7 separate regions of the Mus musculus genome follow, and all the other regions are linked to region 6. The links are chromatin contacts, called in public Hi-C, HiChIP or PLAC-seq and promoter capture Hi-C maps. All regions are on one chromosome and are shown on one strand. The core of a region is the stretch at or near the end of the contact, and the rest is flanking DNA. Distances in the headings are between cores, read along the strand shown. Region 1 holds the start of 4930447K03Rik (RIKEN cDNA 4930447K03 gene). Region 2 overlaps Cdyl (chromodomain protein, Y chromosome-like). Region 3 has its middle 160 kb from the start of Cdyl. Region 4 overlaps Cdyl (chromodomain protein, Y chromosome-like). Region 5 overlaps Slc22a23 (solute carrier family 22, member 23). Region 6 holds the start of Prpf4b (pre-mRNA processing factor 4B). Region 7 overlaps Slc22a23 (solute carrier family 22, member 23).

Region 1 (3,286 bases), core at 218-2,717, 760 kb after region 6:
TTCCAGTAACAGTCCATCACTGGGTGAAAACCAGGGCAGGAACTCAGGCAGGAACTTGAAGCAGAAGCCATAGAGATGCAGCATCTACTGGCTCACTCACCCCTAAACCCACACTGAGCCAGCTTTCTTTCATTTCCCAGGGCCCCTTGCCCAGAGAGAACATTGCCCTCCACAGTCAGAAGGGCCTCTGTATCTCTTAAAAACCAAGGCAATCTCACAGAGGCACACCACAGACCAACCTGACAGAGATAATTACTTGAGACTCTTCAAGTGATTCCAGGTTGTGTCAAATCCACAGCTAATGCTAACTAGGTCACTGTCAATCTCAACAGTTCTTCACCAGGCCTCCCTTCCACAGTGTGTCGACTTGACAAGACTACCACATACAACAAGCACTTTATCCTTTGAGCAATCTCCACATCCCTAAGTCATCCTAACAGAGCCTTCCACTGCCTCTGGACCAGCTGGCTTTCCACGATGGAGACAAAATTCCGAATGTGGCGGACTGAACAGAGGAAATACTATTTGGGTTCATGGTTTTGGGTTATGTCCTGTTACTTTGGGACTGTGGCAACAGAGCAAGCACATCATGGCCAGCGAATATGGTTAAAAAAAAAAAAAAGGAAGTAAATAAGTATACCTCCTGGTTGCTGGGAAGCCAAGAGAAGAGGGGGAAGCCAGGGTCCCAGGGTACCAGGGTCCCTGTAGGTCCCTGTATTGGCCAAAGGTTCTTTAGAAGACTAGAATAGGTGAATGTGAGTGTATGTCTACATAGATGCATGTGGCTTGCATAATAAGGTTCTGGTGACCTGACAAAGGCTGTATGTATGCAGGAGAGGCTATTCAGAGCACAAAGCTGGATACTGAAGGGCTCTAGCAGGCCCAAGCATGGCAAACACAGACCTGAGAATGGCAAACATGGCTGTCAGACCTTGCCTTTCCCCTATTTCCTTTACCTTGCTAAACAGATTATATTCTTGAAGCTAGTCTCCAAGGTCCCTCACTCCTTCTGTCTGAGGCTAACTACCAAGATCCAGCTATCAAAATATTGAAATCCAGAAATTAAAAGCTCCCTTTGGTTCACCTAATTAACATACCCAAATTAAAACAAAACACCTCACCTAGCACCAGGTTTCCCCCATTTTTCCCTTATAAACTTCCATGTTCAGGTGGGCCATATCTGTCTCCTCTCTATCCAGAGACAGTCCTTTGTCAATCTGGGACAAATATCTTTTCCCCCACTCTCTGTCCTTCCCCTTCTCCCTCATCCTTCATTTCCTGTCTTTGTCTCTTATTCCTTGCCCTTTCTCCCTCTGAGGCAAATAAATCTCCTTTGTGCTAAGAACTTGGTCTTGGGGTGTCTTGTGTGGATTCTGGAACTTTCAGATACCACAGCAATTCCATTCTGGAGCCAAAGGCTCCAGATTCCTGGTGAGTCATTGGTATTCGTTCCAGGATGGAAGGCCGAAAGAAGTCAGAGTCTGATGGTAATGGTGGCAGCGGCAGTGGGAGCCACAGGACTGGAGTCCTCTGCAAGAGACAAAGGCAAGCATCACTGATTTTCCCTCAGAGCTTGTATCCCAGCTGTGTCACCCACAGTGAGGGGAGCACCACCCCCAAACACAACTCTGGAATCTCCCTCAGAGACATGGCCAGAGCCATTGTCTCCTAAGTATTTCAGATTCAGTAAAATTAAACAAGAGCCATTACAGCCCCAATGGTCTGGGTCCCTCCTCCTACAGGTTCTACCTCTTCAAGCTGGGAATCATGTCTTAAACAAAAAGGCCTGTGTGGGACATCCCAGATCCAAACTGTAGCACATGATCTTGGAAGTCTCCATGGCCTTAGTCTGGCATTTCTTCAGAAATTCTGTGAAATATTCAGGGCATCAAGTTGCTCTGCCTTCTTGCTTCCAAGTTGTGTGACTTTGAGCAACTTACTCAACCTCTCTGTGGTTTCATTTCTTCACCTATACATCTCAAATGATCGTTGTACAGTCATTATAAGGTTGAACACAAATGAGCAGTGTATGACACTATTATGGCTTGTCATTGTTGATGACGTGAAAGGGATTACAGGAGTCTGACTCCCTAAGCAGAAAGGCACACCTCTGCCAGTGTCTCCTCTGGAGCCGCAGCTGCATACAGGTCAAAGAACAGGATTACATCGGTGCCACGCTGTAACTGTGGGAGGCATGAGTCACACATTGGACACTCTCCAGAGTATTAGGTTGAATCATATGAAATTGTGAAATTCTGTGGAGAAAACCATGGATTACTATCAGGTGATCCCACTGCCAAGCCTTGAGCAAAGGAAATGGAGAATACAGGGTTTTCAGCACCCCAATGCCCTACACCCTGAACTCTTTCCTCTTGTCCTTGTTTCTTATGATGAGCCATGACCCAGGTTAGATCTTCTGAGTCCACATCTGGCTCCTTAGTCTTGGCAATTGCCTGCTTATCACCTGGAATCTCCATCAGATGCACGTTCTGATCCAGTGGTCCTGAGGAGTAGTCAGGAATCCTAGACTTGTAGCAAGCTTGGGGGGGGGGGGGCAGGGGCTGCCACTTGTCCCCTGAAAAGGAGACTCCTGAATATCATGGCAGCTGTGACTCATGGCATCTGCAGAGAGCCCAGTGAATCCTTCCTCTTGCAACATTAACACGTCAAGACAGAATTAAGAAAGTGACTGAAGGGCGGCAGCACCTGTCAAGCTCCTGCCCTTCCCATCTCCATGGTTTTCAGATGCTATCCCACCAGTAAGCCCACAAATTCTTTCCTTTTTTTCCCTTGCCTTTCTCCACTGAGCATCTTCAGCCATGTTTACTGATACCTGCCACTTGACAAATGCTGCATACAAGGAGAACTCTGTCTGTATGCTTTTTGGAATCAATTTGAGACGCCTTCCAGGGTGCATATTATAAGTTCCCAATGTGGTGGCTTTGTTGGTTTGTTTTGCTTCAGGATTTTCAGGATGTTGTGCTGGCCTTTGAACCTAGGTCCTTTTGCATGGCTCTACTACTAGGCCTTACCCTTAGAACTTAGTGTGATGTGTAATGCTTTCTGGGAAGTGGACATAACTCATTCCATCATTTTTAGCTCCCCTTCCTTAATTGCTGACTGACCTGTCCCACCTACCCTTCTGACTTAATGCCTCCATTTCCCATTACAACGTTGACTTTCTCCCACCCCTTCCAGAGGTTTTTGGGAACTCTGGTGGGTTTCTCAGCCTCCCCCTGGTTCTCAGCCTCCCCCTGGTTTTATGTGGAAGTTCTCTGGGATTCTT
Region 2 (3,542 bases), core at 33-2,532, 930 kb before region 6:
ACAGCCAGCACTACAAACAGAGTGGGACAAATTCTAAGCGACCCATAAAGAAAAACGAAGCACCAGTAAACACAAATATCATCTCATCTCACCCGAGTGTAAGGCTTACCAGGCTGTGAGGAAGCTCTTGGGAGGCCAAGTGTGGATTTCACAGAGCGCCCCAACCTTACAGTGAGCATGGGGGGTTTAAAGCTGTCTACTTACTAGTTGGGAACGCAGCTAAGGGATTCCAAGGAAGGAATTGGAGATAACCACACATGTTCACGCTAGGCAGGCGGAGAGCAGGAGAGCCAGTGGGCAGGTGAGAGGAAGACTCCATGGCTGTGCTACATGTGGCTGCATCCCCTGCCTATGTGCCCGGGCATTCAACCATCTTGAACCATCTTAAAGCCCAGCACACTATGCCTCGTGTTACTACCTTCATTATTGCATTCACCCGGTTTATTCTTAATGCAGGTTGGCAGAAGTAAGGCTGCTGCACTTCACATGTTTTCCAAAGTGTTACATATTAAGCTAACTTCCAGAACAAAGACAAAGGAGAAAGGCTGTTGCTTAGGTTATTAGCATGTGTGAATTTCCACCCATCCCGACTACCGCACAGCACAGTGATGGCCTGATCTACTTCTCCCCTGTCCTGTGGGCACTAGACGCACAGCAGTGAGATCACAGCGCATACGTGAGTGTGTACAAGGCCACTCTGCCTCAATGAGATCAAAAGTTCTCTATGAATAAAAAGATGAAACGGATCTTTCTCGCTGGAAGTTCTGACACTTGTTACATTATCCACCCATTTTTGAATCAATCAAACTCAAGCTGTCAGACTTGGCAGCAAATGAGTTTATCTACCTAACTGTCTTGCCAGCCCCGATTCACTTTCTTCTTAAGAGGTTTACCCAAATCAAAATAAATTAAAAACATTAAGGGAAATGCTGCTGAAAAAAAGACAAGGCTAATAAGCCACATTCCCAGGTTTGTCTATCTTTCTCTCTCTCCTCCTCCCCCTTCCCCCTCTCTCCTGAATACGTGCAGAATAGCATCTGGTACAAATTAACGTGTGTGTGTGTGTCTGCTGCTTTTATACTCCACAAATTACAAACTGAACCAAGCCTTCATGTGTGTGCTGAATACACAGGGTGAATCAGAACCACTTCACACAATGCCACAACTGCAAACACAACCATGCACTCACTTCACAACTGTGTCCTCTTCAGCTGCCTCACAACAGCAGACAGCGTTGCTGTTTCTCTCAGGCCACACAGACCAAACATGCTAAATGGAAAGCTTGAAAAAGTCACATAAAGGAATTTCTGTTGTGTGTCTGAATGACTGGTACTATGCTGTACAGCCTAGCTTTATTAAATGGAGAGACAAAGATGGAACTGTAGAGGGGCTAAAAATAACTAGAAATTCTGAGGCTGGGAATTTTTTGTCTGGCTCTATTTTCATAACACCACAGAAAAGTTAAAAACTACAGTTTATCTGAATTTATCTTAAATTTTAAAAATTTTGCCAAAACACTCACTTTAAAACTCATGTTCCATGAGCAAAACACTCAGCCCTGTAATGACTTGACTATAAAGGCTCTGGCCAGGCTCGTGTGTTTGAACCAGCGGGTGGAGGTTAGAAGTGGTCTGGGAACCTTTAGAAGGGCTTAGCTGGAGAAGCTGGTGGCTGAGGAGTGTGGGCTCATACCTGTCACCTACTTCCTGAGCGGCAGAGCTGTCAGCAAAGCTCCCTTGGCCACAAAAGTAGCTCCCAGCCCTGCCTCCCTGTCATGACTGACTGTGCTCCCTCCGCTGTGACAGTGAGCAACTCCTGGCTTTGAGACCCTGTCACGACTGTGTTCTCTTAAACTGTGAGCCCCAATGAATCTCCTCTTCTAAGCTGCTTTAGCTACATATTTTACAGCAAAAAGAAAAGCAAAGAACATAATACAAACCCCAAAGCATGTCAAAACTAAACTAAATACAGAATATATCAGGCACAAGATAGGCTCTTCACAGAAGAAACATTTGTACATCTCACCCACTGGGTTTAATTAAAAATGTTCTCAATTATAAGCTGTTACTCTGTTGTTAGAAACCCAGCCTTCTGCTAACAGAGCTCATCCATCAGAGGAATAAAACTCAACCCTGTATGAAATATAACAAGGCTGTTCTACAGCCCACAAAACACAACTCAAACCCTAAGTGGACACTTGCATGCACATGGAAGTCTACTGGCAGACAAGGCTGTTTAGGAGGCAGGGTGACTTGACTACATCGACAGAAATCGTGGTGGCGCACACCTTTAGTCCCAGCTCTCGGGAGGCAGAGGCAGGCAGATTTCTGAGTTGAAGGCCAGCCTGGTCTACAAAGTGAGTTCCATGACAGCCAGGTCTACACAGAGAAACTCTTGTCTCGAAAATCCAAAAAACCAACCAACCAACCAAACAAAAAACAAAAACAAAAAAACCCCAAAACAACAACAACAACAAAAAACCCATCTTGTAGCATCAGTATCTCAAAGCAGACTCCTATCGTGATGCCTCTACAGAGCTCAAAGGTCTGCTCTGTGTACTCACTGGCAGACGCCTCTCTTCACATGTCTGTGTGTTCTTCCAGTCAGTTACTGCCCATTTCCACTCTTATTCCCTAAGTAAAGTCAGTTTTTACGAATATATATTCCTTAATCTACCATTGTGTGCTTGACTAAGTATACAAAGCCCTGAAATATTCTCCCCCAAAACCTAGTACAAAGGACTTACCAACTTACTCCTCCACACGCCTGAAGCCTCGAAGCTCTAATGTGGCCTGGCATTCTTAATCATCCCCTCTTGAAGCCACTTGTTTTGGGGATGCTACTCTCTCGGTTCCCACTGCCACTCCCTCCCTGTCAGTAACCCTGACTGCGTCTCCCTTCCTGTTCTCTCTTCTCTAAATGTGTCAAGTCTGCATAGCCATCCTTCAGCTGCTGTCAACAGATTGTTTTGTGGTGGTGAGCCAAGCTTCCAGCTAGCAAGGTGACTGGAGGAAGCAAGCAGGAGGGTAAACACCTGGATCTCTACCACACCTTTGCAGAGCTCTGTGGGTGGTACCAAGGGTGGCAGCTGCTTTTGACTTTAGGGTATTTTCAAGTTGCAGTAGGTTAGTCAAAACATAGCTCTACTGTAAGCTAAGAACCATCTGAAGAACAGATTTTGCTTTAAAACACATCCAAAACAACAAATTAAACTACCAAGAAAAGCTGTGAGTTCACAGATGAAATACAAATGGCAAAGCATGTAACTGTTAGCATGAAGAGACCTGGTGGGCTTAAGGAGTCCATTCACTGTTCTTTTGTGGTAGAGATTTTGTACTGGTTTGAAAACGGAAGAGAAATCAAAGCAGAGGTGGGATTTGGGCAATTCACTCTTCTGAATGGGGAGGGGATACCAGTTAGGTCTCTGGGTCTGGAATGGTACTGTGCAAGTGTGAGGGTCTTGTCCATACGCTGGCTCCACGTCCTTAATGTGCTCCTTTATCTTGAATCAATCTGGGCGATCATTTATATTACACACATTG
Region 3 (3,325 bases), core at 324-2,823, 630 kb before region 6:
GGGCATAAAGCCATAGGCATGAAGCCAAGGGCAGGGGACGCTCTGCAGATGTGCCCTGCTCACACTGGTGCCAGCGGTCATGCTGCCCTACCGGGGCTGGGCCAACAGCTGCTGGTGGAGGAGTGAGGCTGGCAGCGGCTCTGGAGGGAGGCATGTGCCGGCTCGGCGCCAGAGCTGAAGAGCAGTGGGCAGCTGCTGGGAATCGAAGACTGGACGAGAACAGAGGGTACCATAACACCCCAGACTCCCTGGCATACCTCCTCAAAGCAATGTTACCGCTGCCGTTGTATTTCCGGCTCCCCAAATTCTGCGAACACTGAGTCTCTCTCCTCTTTCTCTGTCTTCAGGGCCCACGCCAGGCTGCTACTCAGCCTTGTCACACAAATGATTGAACAAAGTGAGGGTGGGGGCTGGGCTGGGGCTGGCTGGGGACAGTTTTTACGAGCTCCCGGGGGAGGGGGGCGGCTGTTCATTTATCCCAGCAGCAAGGCAAATACTCTAAAACCCGTGACCCCACCCTTTTCAAAGAAATGTAATTTGCTCTTGTCAATAACATGGATTTCCCACCTCAAAAGAGCCAACATTTTCTCGTTATTTATCAAATCTTTTACACTCTGATGACTAATGAAAAACTCTCTGGCAATTTGTTACTGTGTTGGCATTGTTTACCATCAGAAATGACACTAGAACACAGGGGCACTCCGTTACAATTGCATTCAAAGTTTACTCTCTCCCCAGGGAGCATATACCCCCACATATCCATAGGGGCTGATAACCATTATGAATACAGCCTTTATGAATAATCTACGAGGCACTCAGCACCTCAAAACACCACATTGCAATTCATCAGCTCATTTTGGCATCATGAGAGTGTTTGTGATGTCACCTCAGTTGAAAAGAACGAGACTTAAAGCAGGGAAACATCTTTACTAAGGCCATATAGCAAGTCAATTGCAGTGTAAGTATAGGTCACCATAGCCTTCAGCCAGAGCTCCTTCCTCTGAACTGTGTTTGTGAAGAACATGTTAGAATCAGGGAAAACATGTGAGACACCACACACACACACACACACACACACACACACACACACCACATACATGTTGTTGTTTTTTTTTTTTTTCCTGCTGGGCTGTGTTTCTCCTGTCTGCAGCCCAGGCAATCTTGAAATGTGCAATAGGTACTTCCTTGGAAATCAATAGGGTCATTTTATCCGGCCACATCATATAAAATTGGCATTTACAAATTAAGATATTCAATTATCAACAACTCGATATATTTCTAACTAATTGCTCTCCCTGGCTTCATGCTGGGCGTCGTTCCCACATAGCTGCAAACTGGCCTTTTCTTTGGTTTAATTTGGCTGGTTTCTCCACTTTCAATTTTGCTGCCCCTTGGTCTGAATCTGCCAGTGACCTCAGATCATTGTTTTACCAACCTCCATAACTAATTGAGCCAATTGCAGAGGCAGCTGGCCAAACTTCGCAATTAACCCCAAATCCAGTCACTCAGGGTGATACAAATATGACTCACAGATGGGTAGTTTACAAGAATTCTCAACAGGTCTAGCCTGTTCCTGATTCGGCAGGAAAGGAATTCTCTTAGTATTCTGCTGTTTGTCTGACCTGAATAGTGTGTGCTGGGTCGTGGGACACTTCTGAAATTGTTACAGGGGGGTCTTAGGAACTTAGGAGGGTGTCTTGGCTGAATGCTAGGTGGGCTAGCCAAGTGGCCAAAGACATATTTATTAGCGTCATTCATTTTTACCATCCGGCGGAAGCTCGTGTCTTGTTCCACTCGCCTGACTCCCACCATCTGGAGTGAAGTCAGGATATGCTCACCAGAAAGCAGGGATGGACAAGCTCCAAGTGGGGGCTGCCTGGCAGAAGGGCTGGAGGCTGCCTGGCAGAAGGGCCTCGGCCACCACTGCAAGATGTCAGAGCTGCCTGCTTCCTGCATACGGTTTGAGAAATGAGAACAGTGCTCTCTTTCTGTGTTTTCGGGTTACATGATATTTTTGTGAACCACTTGATGTAGGGCTTGAGAATAAATCAAGCTGGGAGCCCTCTGGTACTGCTGACTTGGAGAATGCCCTGAAGGTGTGTCTCAATGATCTTTCTCTGACACTGAGCGCTTTGTTTTCATTTTGCACTCTAAGCAGAGAGAAACCACAGAAGGCCAGGGCAAGAAACCTAGCATCTCTTAGAAAGATAGCAGAACCCCGGACTAATGCTGCAAAGAACATTATAGGAGTAGCTGGCCAGGGTTCTGGTGAGAATTTTGGAAAGCATGTGGGAGGGATGTAAAATATTCCTGAAATCAGTGAGACGACAGCAGCAGGATGTGAGCCCTGTGGAAAAAAAGAGAAAATCCAACCCTGAGTTGTGGTCTTTGTTGATTTCCATGGAGTAAAAATAATCCCATTGTGGCCAATTTTGAAGTGGCTTAATTTAACAACTGGCTTGCAAAATTTCTGGGTGTTTGATAATCTCTGCAGAGCTTGTGTGAGCTGATTCCTAAGTGTACTCTCTTAGGGGCTCCAACATTAAAACGGGGCAAATGTGCTACACACTTTAAAATATAAGGATCTGGGCCAGAAGCAAGTATCCCAGGGAGACCCAGGCCCCATCCTCTCCTCTCTCAACCCATCACTGCCTGGCTCCCTCAGGCCCAAGATCAAAGTCCAGATACCCTGACTAGAAACACTGTGCTCCCAGTCAGTGCTCGGCAAACTCCCAGAGCCTGTGTCTTTTCTGGAAACGGTCTCCAGCCTCACCACTGCAAACATCACAGTGCCTGCCATGAAAGCCGGTTCCCGCTACAGCCTAGCAGGCAGAGCCACTAGAGGACCAGACTGCTGCTCTCCTGGAGGGAGGGAAAATGCTGAGGGTGGGTGTTGATCCATCACTGTGCACAAGACAGTTTTACATCCCAGAGTGGGCCCAAGCATAGTTTAAAACAGATGTCCACCAGAGTAGAAACTCAATCCACCATTTAGGAAGGTAGAAGACAGCCTGTAATTGGGTAGGTTTATAGGACTATGGGATGGGTTTATTCCATGAGAAATTTCTGTGATTGCAACTGGAAGAATTCAGTGTTCATTAATAAACTATTCTTGCAGGTATGTAAGGCATAGGGGTATATCTGTGTTTTGACAACATGTTTTTGTAAAGTTTTTTTAGTCATTGTTTTTAAATTGTATGTGTGGCACCTGTGGTTCTGTGCACTACATGTGCAAATAAATGCCCACAGAGGCCAGAAGACGGCATCAGATCCCCCTGGAAATAGAGTTACAGAAGCTTATGATCTGCAGTGTGGCTGTTGTGAC
Region 4 (3,429 bases), core at 718-3,217, 900 kb before region 6:
CTCACAAGGGTGGGCGAGGTTAGTTCTTGTGTTCGGTCCTGTCTGGCCATCCCACTCTTTCTCTGCGTCCCAGCACCCTCTGCTGGGCAGAGCTGGAGGGCGGCTGGGAAGCAGGGTGGCTGCAGAGGGCCTTTCTTCTGTGATCTCAGAACTGAAAGGTGCTGCACCTTTTCTCCACCTACAGGCTACCGGCTACACACACGTGACCTAGGAGCCCAATTCTAGCAAAACAGATGGCTTGGCACTGGTGTCCTGAGAAGCAGGTAGCAAGCTTAAGGATATACACAGAGCACAACAGCACTTCAAAATCCAATGTTTAAAACAGTAGAGGGAGTAACCGAACCTTGAGAGAAGTAAGTCATGGGGTGGAGATGGGAGAAACAACTTTCTAAAGTTTTCACTTTCTCCAACATGGTAAATCAGACATCCTTCCTAGAACAATAAATACACCCACAGTTGAATAAAATGCCTTCTAAAGTCAGGTGTGGTGGTTCATGCCTTTAATTCCAGCACTCAGGAAGCAGAGGCAGGTAGATCTCTCTGAGTTTGTGGCCAGTCTGGTTTATAGTTTGATTATAGCACGTTCCGGGCCAACTAAAGTTACATAGTGAGACCCTTTTTAAACAAACAAACAAGAAAGCCTCTTAAGGGCTGGAGAGATGGCTCAGTGGTTGAGAGCACTGATTGCTCTTCCAGGGGTCTGGAGTTCAGTTCCCAGCAACCACATGGTGGCTCACAACCATTTGTAATGGGATCTGATGCCCTCTTCTGGTGTGTCTCAACAGAATGACAGTATATTCACATACATAAAATAAATAAAGATTTGAGGAGGGAGGGAGGGAGGGAGGGAGGGAGGTAGGGAGGGAGAGAGGAAGGGAGGGAGGGAGGGAGGGAGCCAGCTAGCCTCTTAAGCTGGGTGGTGGTGGCGGTGACAGAGGCGCACCTTTAATCCCAGCACTCAGGAGGCATAGGCAGGTGGATGTTTAAGGCCAGCCTGGTTCATTGTGAATTCCTAGACAGCCAGGATACATACACCCTCAAAAAAAACACAAAACAAAAAAGAAGAGAAGGAGAAGGAGGAGAAGGAGAAGGAGGGAAGGAAGGAAGAAAGGAAGGAAGAAAAAAGAAAGAAAGAAAGCAAGCAAGCAAGCAAGCTTTTCAAATACTGCAAAACAAGCCATCATTCTCAGCTGGCAAGGAGGGGTATTTTCAGGAATACTTATGGAAAGGTTTTGAAAAATCAAGGAAGCATTCCCCCCAAAAGCCACTAGTGCCTGTGATGTAGAGCTGGGACACAGGACTGGGTGTTGAGATGGGAGGTCAGATCAAAGTCCCTTCAGGTAGGAAAGGCCCCAGGTCAAAGGGCAAATAGGGAATGGACATGAAACAGACCTACTTCTCAGTCTTCGTTATATGGCAGATCATTCCAACCTTCAAAGCAGGATCCAGCCTGTCCACCTCCAGGAGGCAGAGGATGGGTGAGCGCGAAGGCAACTTTTATCTCCCTGCTTTCCCTAACAGAAGTACTCCTCAGATGCAGGCCCAACGTAGTAACCCACAGCTACAAGCTACCGAGTGCTCCAGGGGCAGGGAAAGTCTAGCAAAAGCTAAGGCACACTGCATTGGACCCGTGCAGGCTGAAGAGGGGACAAAGTACCCCAGCATCAGCACAGTGGACGGAGCCAGCATCAGCACAGCACCTCTAGGGCTGTCTGCGTACTGACACCCACCTGTAGGTGAGACTGTAAAAGGGACTGTACAAGGGACTCTTGCAGGCAGACTGGCTGCGGTGGCCTAAGGCTTATGGGCCCCTGGAGAATTCACCACTACTGAAACACTGCTGCGGACAGCAAACCACCAGGGCAGAAAGAACAGGTGCAGGGAAATGGAAGGACCCTTCTAAACAAAGGGGAGGGGGAGAATGACAGACAGACCCTGGGCTCCACAACACCAGGGCACCTTTTCAAGTGGCTGCTGAGGACAGGAGAGGGCGCTCTAGAGCTGCGGTTCCAGAAACCCTCGATGACCGCCCCTCCACTGGAGAAACGCAAGACAACTTCAAATGTGTTTGAGAAGAAAGGGACCAACAGTTGGGTTTAATACAAAATCATCTCGATTCAGATGTGAACAGAATAATGACCACAAAGGCAATGGCAGCTCAGCAGGAAGCCATGTTCATGAAACAAACTAGCCTGCTATTTACAGGGAAACTGAACAATACACTTTTTCTCACAGCAGAGTACTGAAGAGGCTACTCTGACACCGCAGATATCTTGTGTGAAAACTGAACTAAAAAGAAAAATCTAAAGACTACACAGGTAATAGGTAATAGGTAATAGGTAAGAATGGTGAGTCTGTATTTTCTGGTTAAGGTTCTACCCTATCCCCACAGTCGTGGCTGTGAACCTGTGGCAGGCAGTTAAGAGCTGGTCTTTGCTGTTGGTGCTTCTCAACCGTAACCGTTGTTGCCCATGTTGCAGTGACCTCAAACCATAAAATTATTTTTGTTGCTACTTCATAACTATAATTTTGCTACTGTTGTGAATCATAATGTAAATATCTGTGCTTTCTGATGGTCTTTGGCGACTCTGTGAAAGGGTCATGTGACAACCCTAGGGGGTTGTGACACACAGGCTGAGAACCACTGGGGTAACTGGTCTCACATACCAGAACTCAAGAGTTGGAGGTGAACTAGAAAAGCAGGGTACTGTGTGCAGGACACAGGCGTAATAAGGAACAAGCACAAACTGCTGCAGCTCAGCTTCATGTGCACCAGGTAGACCACAGGCAGCATGGCGAGAAGGAAGCTGGGCCCAGGAAATGTAAGCCCAACACGGAGCCAAATCCACAAATCTGCTTTCCCAAGCAAGCATGGCTAGGGCAGCAGAGCTTCCAGTGTGTTGTGTGTAGAACTCACAGCAGGCAAAGCGGAAGTCTATGTCAGATCCTCAGCCCCAGTCCAGCCTTCAGGGACATGAAGCCCAGGGGAGTGGACTGGCTAAGCGCAAGACCACCACAGCAGGGACTGACCAGCTTGTAAGTATAGGGGCGCAGTCCTTGGCCTCCGTGTAACGCCACCGTCTGCTACGATAAAAACCCAGCAACCCTCCTAAGAACTTGAAAGGGCTGAGTCTCTGGCACATGCACAAATTTCAAAAAAAGAAAAACAGCAAGGTAAACCCAATACATAAGCAAAAACTGTAAAATCTGATGCCAAGTGATTCCTAAGTAAGAAATAGGTTCAAAAAACTTATGAAAAACCATGTTGCCAATGAGTGAGCAGAAAGCAATCTCAAAACCGAGACTAGGAAAGTCGAAATTCTAGAGCTAAACAAAGTAGTTTAAGTAATTAAACCTCAGGGTGATCAGAGAACTTCAGGCGCGCCATCAGGTACCTCGATGCCTTGTTGGAGGGTTTCTCCGTTGGCC
Region 5 (3,587 bases), core at 906-3,405, 670 kb after region 6:
TGCCCTACCACAGCAGCTGGGGCTATGGAAGGCCAGCTTGGAAGCCACTACAGCCTGTAAACCAGGCAGAGGGCAGACAGGGTGAGCATGTGTTAGAGTCTGAGCTGTTGGTGCCTGGCTCAAGTCAGGTGTCAGATGCTAAATGACTGCTGCACAGGCAGCTGGTCAGAGTCCATACAGATGGATAGAAGGAGATGTAGGGGACCTGTGAAACCAGTACTAAAAAGGTGGCAGTTTGATCTCCCTCAGGCATTGGAACTGGCTAACTCCAATCAGGATAAGTTTCCGAGGGAGCTGGGAGAGGTGTTCACAGTGGTGATGAGGCATCTGCTAGGTATGAGGACAAATCAGGGCAGGCAGGAGACTCCCACATGACAAGTAGATACTGTATCCAAGGTATCTGTCTGCCACCCTGATGGGCGTAGGATTAGAGCCTAGGTCAGAAGATGGTCCCTTGGAACAGCTGTTTGGCCCATCCCCAGCAAGCTGTAAACAGAGGTGCCAGTAAAGTTCTAGTTAGGTGCAGAAGTGGCAAATTCATCTCTTCTGCCTCTTTCCCTCCTTACCCCACCCCCACCCCCTTTCCTGGTAATTAAATCTAGAACCCTGTGCATGCTAAGGGAGCTCTCAACCACTGAGGAGTTCATCCCAGCTCCTTTATATTTTATAGTTTTAGATGAGGTCTTGCCAAATGATCCATCCTGGCCAGGAACTCACTATTCTAATCCGACCTAGCCTCCAGCTTGCTATCACCCTGCCTTGGCCTGGCAAGCGCTGAGATTATAGGTCTGCACCACTTTGTCTGTCAGAGTACCACATTTTCTGTATCACTTGCAAATGGTGTCAAATCAGTTCCCTGTACAGCTTTGCCCCTTTCATGCCCTGTGTACCTTCTGATTTCTATGGCTTGATAATCACTTCCACAGGAGGAAGAGTGAGAAAGTGGAGAATATTAACTGGGGTTTGTGGGTGGATGAGCACCAGCTGCATGCAATATAATGTTACAGATTATAGGTGTGTCTGTATGGGAGCTAAATCTCAGGTCTTTATCTGCTAAAGGCATGAACAGAGTAACATTTAGGGTCATGTCAATCCCTATGTATGCAGGGTTGGTCCACTGTAAAAAGGCTAATGTCAAAGACTTCGTGTGCCCTGCCTGAGCCTGCAGCACTCTGAGAATGCTGTGCACAGTGTGGCTGAGACTGTAGCACTATGAGGATGCTGGACACCAAGTGGCCTGAGCCTGTAGCAAGCACTATGAGGATGCTATGCACAATGTAGCATAGTTTTGCCTTTGAGAGGTGACTTTTAGCCTCAAATCTCAGCAGATAAGATGGGGGCTCTAGCTTGCCAAAGCTTCTGTGGCAGTCTACTGATCTCATTTCACAGATTCAGAGAAATTGAGACCCAGATGAATAACGGACTCATTTAACATCACAGCAACTTTCTGGTGTATTTCTACTATCATTTTCCCAGGGGATTATGGGACCTCAGTTCGTGAAGCACACTGGACACCTTTGAATAACTTCCAATTGTGTTTAATTCCATTCAGACCTTTGAGTCTGTTGCTGTTTCTTTATTTTCTTTGAGGACTCTCTAGATTTTTTTTAAGATTTTATCTATCTTGATTAGAATGGGTATTTTGCCTGAGTGTATCTCTGTGCATCACATGCATGTAGTACCCATAGAGGCCAGAAGAGGATGTTGGATCTCCTGAAAGTGGAGTTACAGATGATTGTTAGCGACCATGTGAGTGCTGGGAACTGAGCTCTGGTCCTTTGAAAGAGTGCTCTTAACCACTGAGCTATCCTGCCAGCCCCTCTAGAATTTTTTTTAACTGTTCCATACATGATCATACCCAGAGAGTCAACAACTAGAGCTAGAGTTATCTCTTTGAATCAGAAGTGCCCTGAGTTCCTTCTACACTCATTTTCGTATGCACATATGGAAAGGTCATCTCCATGAAGTTATACTGACCTTTTGTCCTCTCTGGGCTCGATTTTGTGTCCTGCCTGTATGCCTGCTTGGTCGAAGTTCCACACTGGGCTGGGACATAGGCAGTGGTGCAGTATGTGTTTAGTATGCTTTCCTTCCCAACAAAATAACTTCTTGCAGCCTAAAGTGTGGCTCTTTGCCCTAATGACTCCAACTGCTCCATACATGTTTATTCTGTGAATGATGTCACTGTTGAATCACAGGCAGGAAGGTGTGTCTGTGTACACGGGTATCGCCCTAAAATTAAACACTTTGCAAAACAAATAAAGGAAAGACTTAAGGGTACAACTAATTTAATAAAGCATTGGTGGTTTTATTTCCTTTCTGTACTTTATTTATGAGTAAATGTCCTAGTGCAGTGAATTAAACAGGACACACATGCTTTTTACTCAGAGAACTGCCCAATTGGCTTTTCACCAGCGTGTGTGTTTAATGAACTCTCCAAAAGGCAGCCCAAGCCTCTATTGAAATCAGTGTGAGGGTTCTTAAAAAGCTGCCAGTGCATAGCTATTATCTCTCCTGGGTGTGTACACTAGAAAGACCGAGTCAATGAACACAGAGACATGCACACCCAATGCTTACAGTAGCACAATAGCAAGATATGGAGTCTGTCTAGGTGCCCATCAATGGGTGAACTTAGAAATATGTTGTGTATATACACATGGAGTTTTAGCCATTTCTAAATGTTAGAAGTTCTAACATTTGCAGAAATGTGGATAAAACTGGAAGTCATCATCAGACTCAGAAAGATGAAGAGTGTGAATTTTCTCTCCTGTGTAGAATCTAGATTCAGGAGCAAGTAGGTAAGGCATTCAAACAGAAAGAAACTGCTTGGGAAAAGAAGCGAGGGGTGAGAAGGGGGATGAGGCATACGATCTAATGTGTGATGTATGTTAATGAAAGTGTTATAGTGAAATCCCTTCTTTTGTATAGTGATATATTAATGAACAAAAAAGGCTGTCCTGATAGGAAGCTGGTTGATATTAGATTCTCCCACTGGACAAGAAGACAATTCATTGCTTTTAAACCTTAATGATCATCCTTATACCATGTACCAGTTTTTTAAAATTTTAATCAGTTGTATATATTTATTACTACAAATTGAAATAACAAAATTTTCTTTATTGCAAATTTCCGAAAATGAGAAAAGTTCTAATTATTACCTTCTCATCAAACGACCCCAAATTCTGTTTTTATGTTCTTTCACATTACCGTATTTCATCTCAGACTTGAGACTTGTAAAGCACACGGACCACTTCAGAGTCATTGTGCTTGTTTGAATCAACTCAAGACATAAAAATATAAAGAAGTCATTTGCAAGCATCCAAACTGCTCACATTTCATGTAGAATTCCGGTGACAAGTTAGGAAAAGCTCACAGCACGTTCCCCCCCCTTCCTACCCTCCCCCCCAAAAAATGAATTAAAATAGAACAGAGAACTCAAGCTCAGATTATTAGTTGCTATACACCTCAATTTTCAAAGAGTAGCTTTCACACCTGCTGTATGGCGTTACCAGCAGTAAAGAACAGGATAGCGTCTAGACTTAAATTGACTTGTCTTATTTATTCCCTATTCTAGTAGTCCCAGAAGG
Region 6 (3,525 bases), core at 858-3,357:
TCGGGAGCTGGCCTTTAGAGCCACATTTACAAAGTTAAATGTGGCTATCACAGTGCGACCTTGAGCAAACTACTTCATGTCTCTGTGTTAGTTTCATCACCCACAAAATACCAGCAACAACAGGACCCAGCGCCACAGGATTGTTACAAGAATTAATGAGCTACTATTTGAATGATTTGAATAGTACCTGGTCCCTGGTGACTTCGAATACATTTATTTTTTTTTTAAAGCTGAAGTAAAGAGGCTGACAAATGTACAGGCCAGTAAAACAAAAGCCATTTGAGCCTTTAAGGAAAATGTAAACTATGTAATATGTGTGCCCTTAATTTTTCTATTTTGAATAGCTTCCTGTAACTACAAGCTATTCAGAGTAACTTGAAGCCATTTAGGTCAGCAACACACATAGTGCCTGCTTTCATATCAAACTGTTATTTACTCCATTAATTATTTTCAAATTAGCAAAAATAGGACACATTGAGAAGAATTCCATTTACACAATTTCTATGGGGGAAGGGAGGATAAATTAAAAACTACCATCAGTGTTATGTAGTTGCCAGAGCCTAAACAAACCCACGCTTATAAAGATAGGATTAAATACGCAAATAATAGGGCTGACTCTGACTCAAAATAAATGTGAATGGATCCTCCCCTCAAATTAAGTGAATGGACATAATACCAAGAACTTTTCAGATTGCCAGAACTACTTAGCTGAACAGCCGAAGACACCCATCAAGCTAAACTAACATCCTGTAACTGCCACACCATGAACTTGGACAATAAGCTATCTTAAAATCCTATCTGTTCTCTGCTAAGCCCAATTGTCACAACCACAATGCAACTTTCAAGCATACTTAATAAAAACAAATTCTCTGTCAAGCTGAGTAAAGTAAATGACAGGGGAACCCCAAACTAGATTCTCAGCAAAGAAACCAAGCTATCTGTCACAAGTTGCTGGAAACGGTATCAAACACTTTCCTAAACAGGCTGAAAACATAGATAATGCAGATGTAACTGGGGGGTGGGGGGTGGGGGGGGTTGCTGTTGCCACCCAGTCTTCAGTGGTATTCTCTTTAAAGTTAAGCTTTCCTCGCATAAACGTGGGAAACAAAACACTGCTCTTCTTTAAGCAACAGCTAGTCCTTTTGCTTATTCAAGGATGTGTTCTCTTGGCTTCAAATACTTCTATAGTCGCTTAATTAAAAACACAGATTAGAATGATTTAGAAGTAGCAACGATTCCTAATACTTCTCCCATGTCCCTTCCTAAAGGCAAAAACAAACTAGGGCAAAAAACTGCCAGGCCTCAAAACCCAGGTAGTCTACCTTACTTTGCCTCAAGTTTGAAAGTTAGAAATAAGCTACCAATGGACAGAGAAATACCGGGTTGTGGTTGGAAGGAAGAGTAAAGGGCAAAGGACTTCGCTAGCACAATTTCCGGGACAGTCAAAAGTGTGACCCTAGCACCCCCGTCTCTGCTTTTACCATCAGCAGGATCGCAAGGATAGCATATGCGTTAGGAAAGCGGGGCTTAGCCTGCCGGCCGCCACTATTCCTCGGGTCTCTTTAGGGAAGGAGATCACCGAGGGTTGAGATCGGAGAGCTCCACGGTCCCCCAGGGAGGTGCAGGAAGGCGCGACCTCAGGGCAGCAGCAGCCACCACGCTAACTGGACCTGTAGAGGCCGCTCGTGCCGCCGCCTCCCGGGGCAACGACGGACAGCAGGCCGCGCTGCCGGCACCTCAACAGCCGCGGCCCCACCGGCAGCAAAGCCCAGGCCGCTCCCACGCCTCCCGCCGCACCACCCACGGCGCGCGGCAAGGCAAAGTTTGGCTGTCGCCGTTAGGCCTGAACTTTCCCGCCCGTCGCGCAGGTCGCCGCCGCCGCCGTCCCCCGCATTGCCGGCCTGGAGGCCCAGCTCCGACACACCCGCGCGGTGCACTTACTCAGCTTGCTCCCGCAGGGACGGGGGCTCCGTGGCGGCCATCTTGAACTTCCCGACTCCTCCGCGATGCTGGCGGCGGCTCGGCGAACCGTGGACGCCAGTGGAAGCGGAGGAAGAAGGGACAGGCAGCCGCGCATGTGCGGAGCACGTAGAGAAAAGCGGCACTCGGGAGTCCGCGCTAAGAATCCGGATAGAAAAACTCGGCGTCCGGGGGCGGGGCGCGGAACGTAACTTCCGGGGCTAGGGGGCGGGCCGTGGGGAGAAGAAGGCCTGATTCACTTAGAGCGCTGGTTATGTGTGTAAGTGTGAGTGTGTAAGTGTGTAAGTGTAGGGACCTGCTGGAGACAGCAGCAAAGAAAGGGGTCGGGTGCATTGCTGAGAGCTGATTCTCCATGTGATCCAGTAGTGGGTGAAACCTGCTGTGTCTCTCCTTGTTGCTGATTGGCTAGCGGAGAGCTCGTAGACCTGGCCTAATTTAAACAGCCAGAATATCTGCCAGGTCCCCTTTTGACCTTCTGTTCTTTATGGTATGCTTTATATGGGAATTAAGTTTTCTGTTTCTGGGAGGAATACGTTGGAGATAATGGTGATACTGAAATAAGACCGATTTCCGATTTACAGACACCATTCTTCACAGAGTAAAATAAAGCACTTCTAAGCCCGGACACACAAAATAAATGTAATAAAAATGCTCTTGTCGGGCAGTGGTGGCGCACGCCTTTAATCCCAGCACTCGGGAGGTAGAGGCAGGCGGATCTGAGTTCGAGGCCAGCCTGGTCTACAGAGTGAGTTCCAGGACAGCCAGGGCTACACAGAGAAACCCTGTCTCGAAAAACCAAAAAATAAATAAATAAAAAATAAAATAAATAAAGCACTTCTAAAGGAGCTGGTGCTGGAAAACTTTTCCATGGAAGATTTTCTTTTTCACCCAAGTTCATTTCCACGCTATTACGAATTGGAGAGCGAAATCGATGCCTAAAGGCATCCCAAGCTGTTACTGTTAGCAGATATTGAAACATTAGCTTACTCGTGCAGGAAACGTTTACAAAGTGACAGACCAGACAATTACAATTCCTTGGGTTTTTTTTTTTTTTTTTTTTTTTTTCCTCTTCGGGGCCCTGGTAAAGGAACCGCCCGACCCATAGCCGCAGTTTCCGCGGATCAGGACGGAAGTGAGCTCTGCACAGCGGAACCAGCTTCCCGGAAGTCTTTTGGCCAGCCGGAGAGACGCATGCGTGCTGGTGGCCAGAAGAAAGCGTGGGCGTGTTCAAAGCTGCGGGCGGTGGTTGTGGCGTTAGAACTGCGGCGGGCAGCTATGGGGAGGCCCTCCCAGTTCCCTGCTCCAGCTCAGCTGGTCTCCGCCTCCCGATCTCAGCCCCGACCTCTCCTCTGCGGCAACGTCAGCACAGCGGCTTGCCAAGATTGCGTCTGAGCGTACCCCAAGATCCCTCAAGTAGAGGTCCGCCTTGTTCGGTGACACCGTGGAGACCACGGCGCCGGCAGACAATGCAAAAAGTTGAGGCTTTGGAGGCAAGCGTGTCTTTGTGAACGTTTCATCTTTTCCTACCATCTGTGGTTGCTTCAA
Region 7 (3,702 bases), core at 666-3,165, 630 kb after region 6:
CTCTGTCTGTCTGTCTTTCTGTCTGCCTGCCTCTCTCTCTCTCCAAATATTGGGGGGGGGGGAATTTAGGTTTGGGAAGTAGGTAAAGATCCCAGTGCTGTCTTCCATAGCCATTTACTGTCTGCTCTTCAAAATCTCCAGGAATGGCCAGGCAGTGATGACACACGACTTTAATCTCAGCACTTGGGAGGCAGAGGCAGGTGGATCTCTGAATTTGAAGTCAGAGTTCTACAGTGTTCTACAAAGCAAGTTCCAGGGCAGCCAGAGCTGCACAGAGAAACCCTATCAAAGAGAGACAGACAGAGAGAGAGAGAGAGAGACAGAGACAGAGACAGAGACAGAGAGAGAGAGAGAGAGATCTCCAGAAATGAAGGATTCTTTTTCTTAAATTCTGAGGCAGCCAATTGTCATGTGTAGTTTAGACTAAGTTGAGCACTAGCTAGTCTTAAACTCATGAACTGTGGTATTTGTCAATATTTGCATAGTAGTTATATTTACTTCCTACTTTTAAGTCCTTAAGACTTCCCACCTTATTCATCAGTTCTGTTGGAACATGGCTGATAGCCAGAGGGTCTGTGAATGACAGGAAGGTTCTTGGGTCTGTGAGACAGGCTCTCAGATGTAATGGAAATGTTACAGCCATCTGATCCCCTTCCAGATGTGTGCAACCCCCCCACACACACACACACATTTATGCAGATGTCATATGGAGGTATTCCCACCTGCTGCTCTAGCTGTTTCATTGTGTGTTTTTCCTTCTTGGCAAAAATCCCACACTTGGATTAAGGTCAGTTTGCAATCCCTTTTTTATTTTTGAACACCGGTAAGTCACACTAAGTCTCGGGCACTAAAGAAGTCTGGACATTTTCATAGGAGGTAAGAACATGACTTATAGACTCTCATGGTTCCGTTTCCCATGAGCCAGGTGAGTCCCAAATAACAAGTTCCTGATTGTCAGATGGGAAAATGAGAGTAAGGTGGAGATCATGAAGCTTGGAGAAATTGAACCTTTAAAGCAGGTGTCCTTAGTAAACATACCAGAGCAGCTGAGACTCAGGGTACACACACACACACACACACACACACACACTCTCTCTCACCCTCTCATTCTCTGTATATGTGTGTGTTCGTGTGCACTCCTAAACCATGTTTGTATTTATATTTATGTATTTCATGTGTGCCCTTATGTATCTGTGTGTGTGTGCAGATTCCCCAGTCAGTATCAGGACAAGAGACTTTATGTGTCTTCTAGAACGGTGGTTCTCTAGCTGTGGGTCACAAGCCCTTTGACAGCCCTCTATCTCCAAAAGTACATTTACATTACAGCTCTTAACAGCAGTCAAATTGCATTTATAAAGTAGCAATGAAAATAATGTTATGGTCGGGGGCCATCACCACATGAGGACCTGTATTCAAGGGTTGCACTTCTGTAGGACAAGCTCCTCTTTTCCTCACTGTTCTCTTGTGTCCTCCTGTTCTGATGTGCCTGGGATTCCTAGACTCTATAGAAGGGAGACAACAGGGTACTTCGACCTTGACTCTAATTACAGAGAGGAGCAGTTTTGCCAGTTGGGCTTCGGGCCACTATGTCCCTTGGGCATTGTTCTCTCTTGCCCTGCTTGGCTTGTCCACAGGAGGCTCTCTGGCATCCTCAAGATGCTTCTACCATCTATACTGTGTGGCCCAGGCCTTGACATCATTTCCTTCCATCCTGCTCATCTAGGGACATGCATCTCTGTCACAAATGTGTTACAACCTGCGTCTCCTGGTTATCCCCAGGGAAGCAACAAGTCTCCTTGGTGACCGTATCGGTGACAAGTAGTAGGAATGTGGCATCCGTAAGGCCCTCTGGCTTTCTTGGCATGGTGTCGGGTAGGGAGGAGACAGGGAGGAGATCCACTGTGGCTCCTGAAGTGCGCCCATCTGAGGCAGAGCCAAAAAGGGTGAAGGCTAGAGAGGTTTCCAGAGCAGCAGGGAGGGAGGAGGGCTAGGGAATGACAGAAAGGGCCTTTCATCCAGACTCTGTGCCTATACGCTGGGTTTTTGTCGGCCTAGTGCTGTGCACAGCCTGGCATTCTCTGGACACAGCCCTGGGGTGCCCAGCTCATCACCCCAGCCCCATAAAATCATGGCATGTGCCTTTCTGCCAACACTAGTGGATAACACGAGATTCCCTTTCCCCTTCCCCCCCTCTCTTCTTTTTCCACCCAAGGAGGTTAAATCACCAGGCGCTTTCTTTCCACAGTCCTCAGATTACACTGGACAAAGAGCCCCGACTAGAATGCTAATGGGGAGCTTTCTTTTCCATCAAGGGGGCCTTACAAAGGCTGGGGCTAGAGGGCCTCTCCAGCCCTCACTTTCTTTCCTGTAATTCTAGACAAATAGCATTAGCCTTTTATGAGGCCTTTGTCTGCAGGCATTCCGAGGGTACTTTTCATCTGACGCTGCTTTCTTGAATTTTAAATGGACAGTGTTCAAATCGCCCAGCCTGGCGTTACTTCTGGTAGCGAAAATGCAGGCTCCCAGCCATCAGTTGGTAAATTTAAAAAGGGATGGTTTTAGAGAACACATCTTTCTCTCCCGCCACAAATTAAATGCCTCAAAAGGAGAACAGCATTAAAAATTAAAATGCTCTTTGATGGTCCTAGATTGTTCCCCCTCTCAGTACAGACAGGGGGGTCTTCTTGCCTTCTCCCTTGCTGCCCCCATGTTCCATTTGGGCCGTCTCTGATGTGGTTTGGGGCGTCCTTTTTTCTGGGAGTCATGTCTTTTAACAAAACCACTGTTTGCGTTTCTAAAAATAACATTACTGACTTTTCTGACAGAAGTCTGAAGCACATGACAAGAACACCCCATTCTGAATCCTGTTTTACAAATTGGTCAGATGGTCCATTCCACAGCCTTTGGGGCAGGTGTTGTCACCTCTATAAAAGGCTAGAACAGAAACATTGCAGCTGTGGGGAGCCTGCTACCGCAGCTCAGTAACTCCCTTCCTTATAGCCCAGAATGACCTTAAATTCAAATCCTCCCGCCTCATCTTCTCACATGCACTGCTGTTCAGATGCAATAGCAGCCGGGACAGTCTGGAATGAAGCTAAAAGCTGTGTTCGTTCTAACAAAGCATTGTTTGTGAGGGCTAAAATCTTAATTCCATACAAGCTTCACAGCCCTTTAAAAGTGTCATGTCATTCTTAGCGCCAAGCTGGCCATGAATTGTACAAAAACAGGGCAGGGGGCAGGGGGCAGGGGTCGTTTCCTTAAGTTTCTGACCCTTCTTGACAGCAAGGTTATACAGCAGTCAGTCTACAACACATCCCAGAAGATTAAGGTTAGAGTCCACTTGATGCTTCTTGTTCGGTGTTTAAAAAACAAAAGCATTCCATGCATTGCACATAATACAGATTAAGAGTTTAATGAAGATGCACACGTGTGCCTGTGTCTCCAGTCACGATTATCATCTAGTGTCTGGAAAGAATCTTGCATCTGTGATGCTACCTCTTCCTCCGGATTGTTGAACACAGGCTTAGAAGTCTACGAAGAGTTAACACTCCCTGGTGGTGATCATCTCCATCATGTGATGGAGGAGTTAAAACCCCAGTATGGGTCCCTTCTTCAAAGGTTGTATGGGAGAGCATTAGAAGCAACAAACCTGTCCTCGTAAAGCATGCTAGAGTTCTTCCCACTTTCCCATTCAACTCATTT

The links. Promoter capture Hi-C pulls out the DNA fragments that hold promoters and counts their contacts. Hi-C and Micro-C count contacts between places; a contact is called where the count stands out from the background. HiChIP or PLAC-seq counts read pairs in DNA pulled down with a chosen protein or histone mark.
Region 1: an H3K4me3 HiChIP or PLAC-seq map of pro-B cells shows a contact between it and region 6, with 5 times the contacts expected there. The contact joins the promoter of 4930447K03Rik here to the promoter of Prpf4b in region 6. A contact is called at or near these places in 5 of 39 promoter capture datasets (the 3T3-L1 cell line, embryonic stem cells, frontonasal cranial neural crest and 2 more), 1 of 484 Hi-C or Micro-C datasets (B cells) and 14 of 115 datasets of contacts at active chromatin or transcription factors (bone marrow-derived macrophages, craniofacial prominence, embryonic forebrain and 9 more).
Region 2: a contact with region 6 is called in a promoter capture Hi-C map of hippocampal neurons, with 4 times the contacts expected there. The contact joins the enhancer-like site here to the promoter of Prpf4b in region 6. A contact is called at or near these places in 7 of 39 promoter capture datasets (the 3T3-L1 cell line, HPC-7-derived erythroid cells, cranial neural crest and 4 more), 9 of 115 datasets of contacts at active chromatin or transcription factors (astrocytes, effector CD8 T cells, embryonic forebrain and 4 more) and 1 of 9 other capture datasets (embryonic stem cells).
Region 3: a contact with region 6 is called in a Hi-C map of cerebral cortex, with 2.8 times the contacts expected there. The contact joins the enhancer-like site here to the promoter of Prpf4b in region 6. A contact is called at or near these places in 2 of 484 Hi-C or Micro-C datasets (cerebral cortex and muscle stem cells) and 1 of 115 datasets of contacts at active chromatin or transcription factors (pancreatic cancer cells).
Region 4: an H3K27ac HiChIP or PLAC-seq map of differentiating embryonic stem cells shows a contact between it and region 6, with 10 times the contacts expected there. The contact joins the enhancer-like site here to the promoter of Prpf4b in region 6. A contact is called at or near these places in 5 of 39 promoter capture datasets (cranial neural crest, embryonic stem cells, hippocampal neurons and 2 more), 2 of 484 Hi-C or Micro-C datasets (nephron progenitors and olfactory sensory neurons), 13 of 115 datasets of contacts at active chromatin or transcription factors (the SCID.adh cell line, T-cell acute lymphoblastic leukemia, cardiomyocytes and 9 more) and 2 of 9 other capture datasets (embryonic stem cells and macrophages).
Region 5: an HNF4G HiChIP or PLAC-seq map of pancreatic cancer cells shows a contact between it and region 6. The contact joins the enhancer-like site here to the promoter of Prpf4b in region 6. A contact is called at or near these places in 11 of 39 promoter capture datasets (the 3T3-L1 cell line, the SN4741 cell line, cranial neural crest and 5 more), 27 of 484 Hi-C or Micro-C datasets (the AML12 cell line, B cells, the C2C12 cell line and 19 more), 20 of 115 datasets of contacts at active chromatin or transcription factors (SST interneurons, bone marrow-derived macrophages, cardiomyocytes and 14 more) and 3 of 9 other capture datasets (adipose tissue, embryonic stem cells and liver).
Region 7: an H3K4me3 HiChIP or PLAC-seq map of embryonic stem cells shows a contact between it and region 6, with 11 read pairs. The contact joins the enhancer-like site here to the promoter of Prpf4b in region 6. A contact is called at or near these places in 5 of 39 promoter capture datasets (the SN4741 cell line, cranial neural crest, embryonic stem cells and 2 more), 1 of 484 Hi-C or Micro-C datasets (embryonic stem cells), 12 of 115 datasets of contacts at active chromatin or transcription factors (astrocytes, a beta-TC-6 cell line, bone marrow-derived macrophages and 8 more) and 2 of 9 other capture datasets (embryonic tail and embryonic trunk).

What each region holds. Positions count from the first base shown.
Region 1 is chr13:34,111,453-34,114,738 of GRCm38.p6, reverse strand. It overlaps 4930447K03Rik (RIKEN cDNA 4930447K03 gene), which reads left to right and starts at 1,467. Exons shown (of 5, transcript NR_046184.1): 1 at 1,467-1,545.
Region 2 is chr13:35,803,486-35,807,027 of GRCm38.p6, reverse strand. All of the region lies in intron 4 of Cdyl (chromodomain protein, Y chromosome-like), which reads right to left. Among named protein-coding and RNA genes, the nearest start is that of Rpp40, 100 kb to the left of the region's middle. Within about 2 kb of position 1,282, at least 29 of the 459 cell types and tissues checked have an H3K27ac peak or open chromatin away from gene starts, as enhancers often do.
Region 3 is chr13:35,500,504-35,503,828 of GRCm38.p6, reverse strand. No RefSeq gene overlaps it. Among named protein-coding and RNA genes, the nearest start is that of Cdyl, 160 kb to the left of the region's middle. Within about 2 kb of position 1,573, at least 99 of the 459 cell types and tissues checked have an H3K27ac peak or open chromatin away from gene starts, as enhancers often do. A contact at or near this core is called in cerebral cortex and muscle stem cells, where this site is marked.
Region 4 is chr13:35,770,624-35,774,052 of GRCm38.p6, reverse strand. The region is part of intron 3 of Cdyl (chromodomain protein, Y chromosome-like); the gene reads right to left. Among named protein-coding and RNA genes, the nearest start is that of Cdyl, 110 kb to the right of the region's middle. Within about 2 kb of position 1,967, at least 22 of the 459 cell types and tissues checked have an H3K27ac peak or open chromatin away from gene starts, as enhancers often do. A contact at or near this core is called in differentiating embryonic stem cells, where this site is marked.
Region 5 is chr13:34,206,834-34,210,420 of GRCm38.p6, reverse strand. All of the region lies in intron 4 of Slc22a23 (solute carrier family 22, member 23), which reads left to right. Among named protein-coding and RNA genes, the nearest start is that of Gm52037, 11 kb to the right of the region's middle. Within about 2 kb of position 2,155, at least 18 of the 459 cell types and tissues checked have an H3K27ac peak or open chromatin away from gene starts, as enhancers often do. A contact at or near this core is called in pancreatic cancer cells, where this site is marked.
Region 6 is chr13:34,874,111-34,877,635 of GRCm38.p6, reverse strand. Prpf4b (pre-mRNA processing factor 4B) reads right to left here and starts at 2,107. Exons shown (of 15, transcript NM_013830.3): 1 at 1,942-2,107. The coding sequence starts at 1,982. It overlaps Gm36839 (a long non-coding RNA gene), which reads left to right and starts at 2,396. Exons shown (of 2, transcript XR_382181.1): 1 at 2,396-2,467; 2 at 3,068-3,525.
Region 7 is chr13:34,247,689-34,251,390 of GRCm38.p6, reverse strand. The region is part of intron 3 of Slc22a23 (solute carrier family 22, member 23); the gene reads left to right. Among named protein-coding and RNA genes, the nearest start is that of Gm52037, 52 kb to the right of the region's middle. Within about 2 kb of position 1,915, at least 118 of the 459 cell types and tissues checked have an H3K27ac peak or open chromatin away from gene starts, as enhancers often do. A contact at or near this core is called in astrocytes, differentiating embryonic stem cells, embryonic limb bud and 3 more, where this site is marked.